Regions from separate parts of the Mus musculus genome. Here region 1 is linked to region 2. The links are chromatin contacts, called in public HiChIP or PLAC-seq maps. All regions are on one chromosome and are shown on one strand. Each heading gives the region's core, a stretch centred on a gene start, on an enhancer-like site or on the middle of the called end of the contact. The rest is flanking DNA. Distances are from core to core; before and after follow the strand shown.

Region 1 (3,594 bases), core at 893-3,392, 170 kb after region 2:
CCAGGAGATGCAAAGGCTGTTGACAATAGACTCTTCAGACAATAGAGTGGATGTTAACTCATTCACCCATCTACCTCGTTAGAGCTGATTTAGATTTTTTTAGCCCCTTCTCTGTACCGTAAGCCTCAACTTTCAGGAAATTAAAAGTTGGTCAGAAAAAAAAATCACTTCAGTTAACAAGCATCAACTCAAGACAAGAATTGTATAAAAATCCTGAGGGGGAGAAAAATCAGCTTACTTGGTGTAAGTGCCAAAATAAAGAAGCTTTTGTGGTTTGGGGCACTTTTAAGTTTTATAATTTGAAAACAAGTAAAACTTTAAACAGAATAAAGAAAGTTCCAGGTCTATAAAATAGATTAATGCCTTAGGTGTGTTTTGAAGATGACTCAAAGGTAGCAGGAATCCTGGAACTATTTGTTGGGGAAATATGCCCTATTGTGCATGAAGATTTTAAATAAAACTACCTATGCCAGCGCTGAATTTTACTTCCCATCTTCAGGCTTAGAATATGAAAATCATTATCCACTACAGCTAATTAGGTAATAACAGGACTTTATACAGCATCTTACACTTACGGATATTAACGTCAGAGGAAAGGGCGGCTTTTCTGGTCAATGGCTACCCTTCTGGTAACCTGCTCTAATGGAGGCAAACCAGAGGTCAATGCCGCGGAGGAGGCCGTGCCTGATGCAGTCAGGCTCTGTTAATCATGGGAAGAAAGGTTTACATCACAACTGCACAGCAAATGAAAGCTTCAGAGTGAGTCTCCCTTTCCTAGGTGTTAGGTCATAACCTCATGCTCTTTACGGGAGACTGTGTCCTCACACTCTTCTCAGATACTCTGAATTCAAGAAAGACAGGATGGATCCGCAGGTAGAGCAGGTTCTGAGCCTGCAGCTAAGAGCGGGGAGGAGAGTGGCGTTGGGATCAGACAACCCCTCACTGACCCTTATTCTGTAATTTACCAGACAAGTGGCTTGATTTCAATTAAAGTAATTTGATCTTTTTTTTGAGACAGAGTTTTACTATGTTTTCTAGGCTGGCTTCAGACTCTTTCTGTAGCCCCGGGCTTGTCTAGAATTCCTAGGGATTGTCCCCCTCCAAGCTGAGGTTATGGTGTGCACTGCCACATCAAGATAGGCCAAGTAGCTTTGGAACTCACCTGAAGCTCTCTTTATTCATTCCTAACAAGGAGTTATAAGAAATACACATTCCTATAGCTATTTCTAGGGGTTACATAAAGAAAGGTGTTTAGGACATAGAAGCAACAAATATTAGACATCGTTTTTATTACTGTGGCTTGTTTTCCAATAGTCTGTGTGGCACATTTCACATGTATTGCCTAGAAGGATAGCTTTCACCACTGCATGGAAGAAATAGGAGGCAATACTCCCTGCTTATATTTGCTGAAACATGACCAAGAAGTAGCACTGGGTGGCTGTGGTGCCTCAGTCCAAGAGGCAGGGTCCCAGAAACCGGACTTCAGGAAGGACAGATGCTTCTGGGACACACAACCTTACAGCAACCCCCTGTTCCTTTGGCTCTTACAGTGTACGCCCCTCTTCCACGGTGACTCCTGAGCCTTGGACGCAAGAGTTTGACTATAGATGTAGCCATTGGGACTGGGCTCCACAACTCTGCATTTTGATTGGTTGTGGTTTTCCATAATGGCCTCCATCTCTTGCAAAGGCAAGTTTTCTGGATGAGAAACATGGCTGCCTCAACTTGACCTGTACAAACACCAACAGGCATGCTAACATGGAAGGGGGAAAAGCCCAAGGAGACTCAAGCCTAGACAAAGACCTGTAGACACCTTAAGGAAGCTGAGAGCAGGCAAAAGTCTTCCCCAGGAAAGAGCACGTCAGCTGGTTGCCCAATACCAAATGGTCAGCCCGGAAAACATACATGCAAGTAACGTTGTAGACTGGGCAGGTTTCATATGAAAGGAAAAAACGATGAACGATAGTCAGACAATAATGTAAAGTCAAGATCAGGCGAGACAGGCCCTCAAATGGAGACACATCAGCATGCCCGACACTCAGCACATTTATCATGTATGACATGAAGGGGACCTGGGTTAGCTAAACCTAGTAGGGGGTCTCTGTAGGAGAACAGTCTCAAGGGGCATGATCATGAAGCCATCCAGGATGACTCTCTCCACTTCCTGTTTTTAGCTTAAGGTTAACATCCACACATAGCCCAGGGGAAGGCCCTAGGACTGGCCCGTGACATAGATTGGCCCTTGACCTGGCTGTGTTAAGGACATCACACAGGGATACACTTGGTCCCCACCCTATGGGATTCAGAAAGCTTGGACCCCTCACCCTGTTCTACCATCGAAAACTTGGCGAACCTACCAAACTCTTTGTGGCTCAAGGGTAACTGTCGCTGTGTGTTTTTCTCGGTCTCTGGCTTCCTGTCTCTCTGTTTCTGTCTGTCTGTCTCTCTCTTGTGTGTGTGGGGAGTGTGGGTATGCGTGCTGTGTGTGAGTTTGATATGCACATCTGAATGATTAGCCAAAACTCGCCACTCAATTTCTATGAGGATTAAATAACAAGATAGATGTGAGCAAATTTTAAAAAAACTGTAAAGCACTTAGTTTAAATTAGAGTGTATTCATAATTTCCAGCATGCCCCAAGTCAGTTGTGACTAATTTCTAGATCTCTATTTTCCCCTAGAAGTTTATTGTTATTTGGAACAATTGTTATTTATTACTGGTTTATTAATAGAAGACCTACCGCTAACAAGAAGCCCAAAATGAATTCATGGCTTAATAGCGTCATCGCTTTGCTTTTAATCTTGTTTGAAAAGTAGAGCCTTCTCAGGGTGTTGACACAAGGGGCTGTATTGCTTAATATTGGCCGTACCAAAGTTCATCAGAGCATACTTGACAGTTCTGACATTTATTGCTTACAGAATATACTCTTCCAGGACTGTAGTTGGCAGAGTGATGGATAAGCAGGTATGAGGCCCTGGGTTCAATCCCCAGCATCGCATTCTGTGGTGGTCTACCCTGTAGTTTCAGCACAGGGAGCTGGAAGCAGAACCAAAGAGTGAAGTCACCTTTAGTTGCATAGAAACGTAGACATCAACCTGAGCTTAAAAACACATCTACCAACCAAACACCCCACAAAGAAGACCAGGGAGAGGGTTCAACTGGTAAAGTGCTTGCTGCTTGATCCCTGACACCTTGTAAAAGCCAGCTGTGCTAGCATGGATCTGTAAATGCAGCTCCCGGGAGACGGATGCAGTGCTTGCCCGCAGTTGGAAGGGAATCCAGGACTTAGTTTGTCTCATGCTCACAGGGACCAGCCTGGTGCTATCTGCCTCTGTCACTGATGCCGGCTGGGCATGTGACTCCCAGAGGCCCATGCTCCTGCTGCAAGATGTCACCAAGCTTCTGGATTTTGACACCTCCACCTTCTTTCCTTCTTTCCCTAAGACAAGCACTGGCAGGTGCTTCTTTTAACAGTGAACCCCATGCTACCTGAATGGTAGTATTTTTGAATTACCAGGCCTTTTGGTTTGGGTTCACATTTATTTTATTTTGTGTGTGTATGTGATTTAACAAGCGCATGGCATGGTCAGAAGAC
Region 2 (3,577 bases), core at 457-2,956:
GTGTGGTCCAGACCCTGACGCATAGGCTGTGCCGCAGCCCATCGAGCCCTGCGTTCAACAGAGACGAGCACTTTAAAGCCCCTCTAAAAGTCAGCAAGGCAGAGCTGAAAATGCCAGCCACGAGGATATCACCACTTTGTGAGAAATGAAAATGTGCTGAGAGTGATTGCCGTATTTACGCCTTTCGTACTGCCCTTATCTAACTAGAGCAGGGGAATCAGCCCAGGAGCCAACTCTTCCCTGTTTTAACTAGGATTCAAATATAAGCGTCATGTATAATAACAGTGTTCTTCCACTGTTACATAAACACAAGCGATGACACCCCCTTCCATTCCTTAGACATCTTGACAATCCGAGCTAATACAGCTAATTCGACTCAAGTCCCTGAAAACACGGAACTACAATTGCCACTTATCAAGTGGCTGAGCCATTAAACTCGCCCCTGACACTCAGTCTCTAGGGCTTCCACGGTGACAACATCCAATCGTTGGATTGTGGTGAGTCACAGTCGCTAGTTTTTAAACTTCTGTGTACTCAACATTCAACATAATACTTTACTTTGTCTTATAGTGACAGTTGCTTAGTTACCAATTCTTTATAAATGCAAACTGATTTATCAAGATTTTTCAAGAGGTGAGTTTTACCAGTGTGTGACTGGGTCTCAGAACAGCCATGAACAAGAACGGCTGCACACACAGAGCTATCTGCCTCCATGGGCAGTAGGCCAAAGGTCAGAAAATAAAGAGAGTCAGAAGTAAAGAAAGATCGAGGTAGAAGACAGAAGTATAGAGGGGAAGGCCAGATGATGAACTAACTACTCAATATCAAACAAGCAGAGTTGAATTCAGAGCTCCTCCCTCCAATGGACTAAAGGTCTCAGCCCTGGCATTGTTTTAAAAATATCTATTCTTTTTAAAATGTCTAGACAATGATAAATACCAAGAAAAACAATGCATCCAGGGACTTAAAGGAGAAGGCTGTAATTCTGTCATCCAGAAAGATGGACTTTCTGCAAAACTACATGTGTAGCGATCTCTTTTTCAAGAGATGGGTAAATAAAACAGCAACTCTTCAGTGCGGTCTAAAGGCCTTCTATAGAAACCCACTCACTCCCTGATTCCCTCCCGTCTCAAGACATACCGAGTTACTATTTGTGACTTACTAACAGCATGTAAGTGAAGTCCCTAACTTCTACCTTCATGGGGGAGCTGGGATTGAACCCAGCGGTCAGACTGCAGACCCCGCGCAACTGACCATTTTATTAGGGTGCACAGATGAATAGGTGGATAAATGGAACAGCTACAGTGGCTATGTCTAACTTGTGGCTTGAAGGGCTGCAGGCAATGCTATGTATACTTAAAAAAAAAGGGGGGGCTGGCGAGATGGCTCAGTGGGTAGGAGCGCCCGACTGCTCTTCCGAGGGTCCAGAGTTCAAGTCCCAGCAACCACATGGTGGCTCACAACCATCCCCAACGAGATCTGACTCCCTCTTCTGGAGTGTCTGAAGACAGCTACAGTGTACTTACATATAATCAATAAATAAATCTTTAAAAAAAAAAAAAAAAAAGGGCTGGGTAAATAATCACGTGGTGTATTCCTTCCCCCGTGGTCCCGCCTTTGTTTCCAGTCACACAGAGCCCACGTGACCACGCAGTGATGCAGAGATGCGAATACAGGATGACATGTGTGAGGGACTCTGGCGCTTCCTGTGGGCCACGGGTGCTTCCTGTTAGAGAAGAAACATCTGCCCTGCCACTCTGGCACGGACTTTACATACAGTCTCAAGTTTCAGTTAGCGGTCCTCTCCACTTCCTGTCCCAAGCTATTGGGCAAGACTTGGTTTTCACCTTCCTGAGACCTCAAGAGTAGGGTAGCAGAGCGCCCTGAATAGCTCAGCGATATCGGGCTGCATCGGGATAGGGGTCGGGGAGAAAGCAAGTCCACCTATAGGGACAAAGCAACAAGCTATTCAAAGTCAAGGCTGTTCTCAGAAGCCACGGCTCTATGGACATGCTATACACATTTTCAGGTTGTTCCTCTCTTCCCTTTACCTCCCAAGTTCCCACTGAGGTCCATCACATCCACATTCATTTACCTAAAGCTCTGCTCAATTCGTTCCCTCGCTCAGTGCGCGCAATTTGGCTCTCCTATATTTGAAACCTATTCAAAAGCACTGACTTGTTTTACCTTCTTCTTTTTTTTTTATCCTTTCTAAGGTCAAAGTATAAACCAGTCATCTGGGGCATTTGGGACCATATAAAATTTCCCATCGTTCCAACTTCCCTGGTGAGAAATTTTTAAATGAGTACAATGAAAACATCCCGAAGCCATCAGGATAACTGCATTTTAGATCTACAGTGTTGGTCCTGGCCCGGATTATACAAGTGTGCACGGTGGGTCTGAATCACTCCTGTGTCTACCCAGATCTAGCTCTTGAGAGGGTTCAGAAAAAGCTCAACACTCAACCAGCTTAAAACAGTGAATTGTGACAGTTAAGATACACGGGGAGCGCTCACACCCAGAACCAACTTTACCTCTAGGGCGACTCATCAAGTACTGATCCATTGGGGCAGTAATGCCAGGTCTAGGACTGCCATCACTCAGAACTGGGAAAACAGCCAAGCTCACGGATGGCTATCTTGAAAACACCAAAGCCAAAGGAGCTGATTTCTAATATGTTCCTCGTGAAAGGGAATAATAAGGCATATGCCATTTCTTTTTTATAGAAATGTTTTAAGAAGAAATAAGGAATGGTTAAAAATACTTTTAGTTCTGCTGGGCAAGTCACTACCCAATCCCCAGAGAGTTAGGTTTTTGTTGTTGATGTTGTTGGTTGGTTGGGTTTTTTTTTCTTCTCAAAAAAAAAAAAAAAAAAAAAAGGAAATAGATCGGTGTGCTTTCTGCAGTTTCAGCGAGGACTCTGGGCCCAAAATGTTTTAAAGCAGAAAATTGGTAACACTAGAGATATTGTCAAAATACGATTTCCTCTGGTTCAGAAATGGCGAGAGGGAGGGCTGGAAGGGTGGAGTGGGAAGGAATTGTCATCAAAGCATTGTTAATACGAACTGAATTGCACTACAAAGGCGATGCTTCAACATGGAGAATAGAAATTGTTCTGTATTATCGTGGATTGACAATATGACAATCGCTCATTGAAAACGGGTGACAGCTGTAGCATTACAGCTCCGTGCACAAGGCGAGATGAATGAGTGGTACAAGTTCTTCCAGAATGGGCCCCTATTTCACAAGAGTCTGTCTCTTCCCAAAATAAATACATGCCAGCTTTTCACTATCTCAGCAAATTTAGCATCTCTTTACAAACCAACCTGCTACGGAGTGGCCTCAAAGTGCCAATGTCAAGTCCCTGCTTGGCGGATTTGCAGCAGCTGGGAAATACCAAGTCAAAATGCCAAGCAAGATCTGTACAGCTCTTCAGCAGACGAAAGGGCAAGGGATGGTAAAATGCCCATGCCCAGATGTGCGTGAACCGACATCAAACTAGCCTCCAAATCCACTGGAGCAGTTGTTGAATGTCTATCTCAGAAGCAGGTTCAGTCCACTATAGAGGTAGGTATGT

Evidence for each region. HiChIP or PLAC-seq counts read pairs in DNA pulled down with a chosen protein or histone mark.
Region 1: a contact with region 2 is called in an H3K27ac HiChIP or PLAC-seq map of regulatory T cells, with 2.8 times the contacts expected there. The contact joins two enhancer-like sites. A contact is called at or near these places in 3 of 484 Hi-C or Micro-C datasets (ECoMG-derived neutrophils, bone marrow-derived macrophages and conventional type 1 dendritic cells) and 6 of 115 datasets of contacts at active chromatin or transcription factors (bone marrow-derived dendritic cells, bone marrow-derived macrophages, embryonic basal ganglia and 3 more).

The regions. Positions count from the first base shown.
Region 1 is chr3:52,168,634-52,172,227 of GRCm38.p6, forward strand. Gm30074 (a long non-coding RNA gene) reads right to left here. Exons shown (of 3, transcript XR_867257.3): 3 at 2,448-3,035. Among named protein-coding and RNA genes, the nearest start is that of Gm30074, 9.7 kb to the right of the region's middle. Within about 2 kb of position 2,143, at least 15 of the 459 cell types and tissues checked have an H3K27ac peak or open chromatin away from gene starts, as enhancers often do. A contact at or near this core is called in regulatory T cells, where this site is marked.
Region 2 is chr3:51,998,530-52,002,106 of GRCm38.p6, forward strand. All of the region lies in intron 1 of Maml3 (mastermind like transcriptional coactivator 3), which reads right to left. Among named protein-coding and RNA genes, the nearest start is that of Maml3, 100 kb to the right of the region's middle. Within about 2 kb of position 1,707, at least 81 of the 459 cell types and tissues checked have an H3K27ac peak or open chromatin away from gene starts, as enhancers often do. A contact at or near this core is called in regulatory T cells, where this site is marked.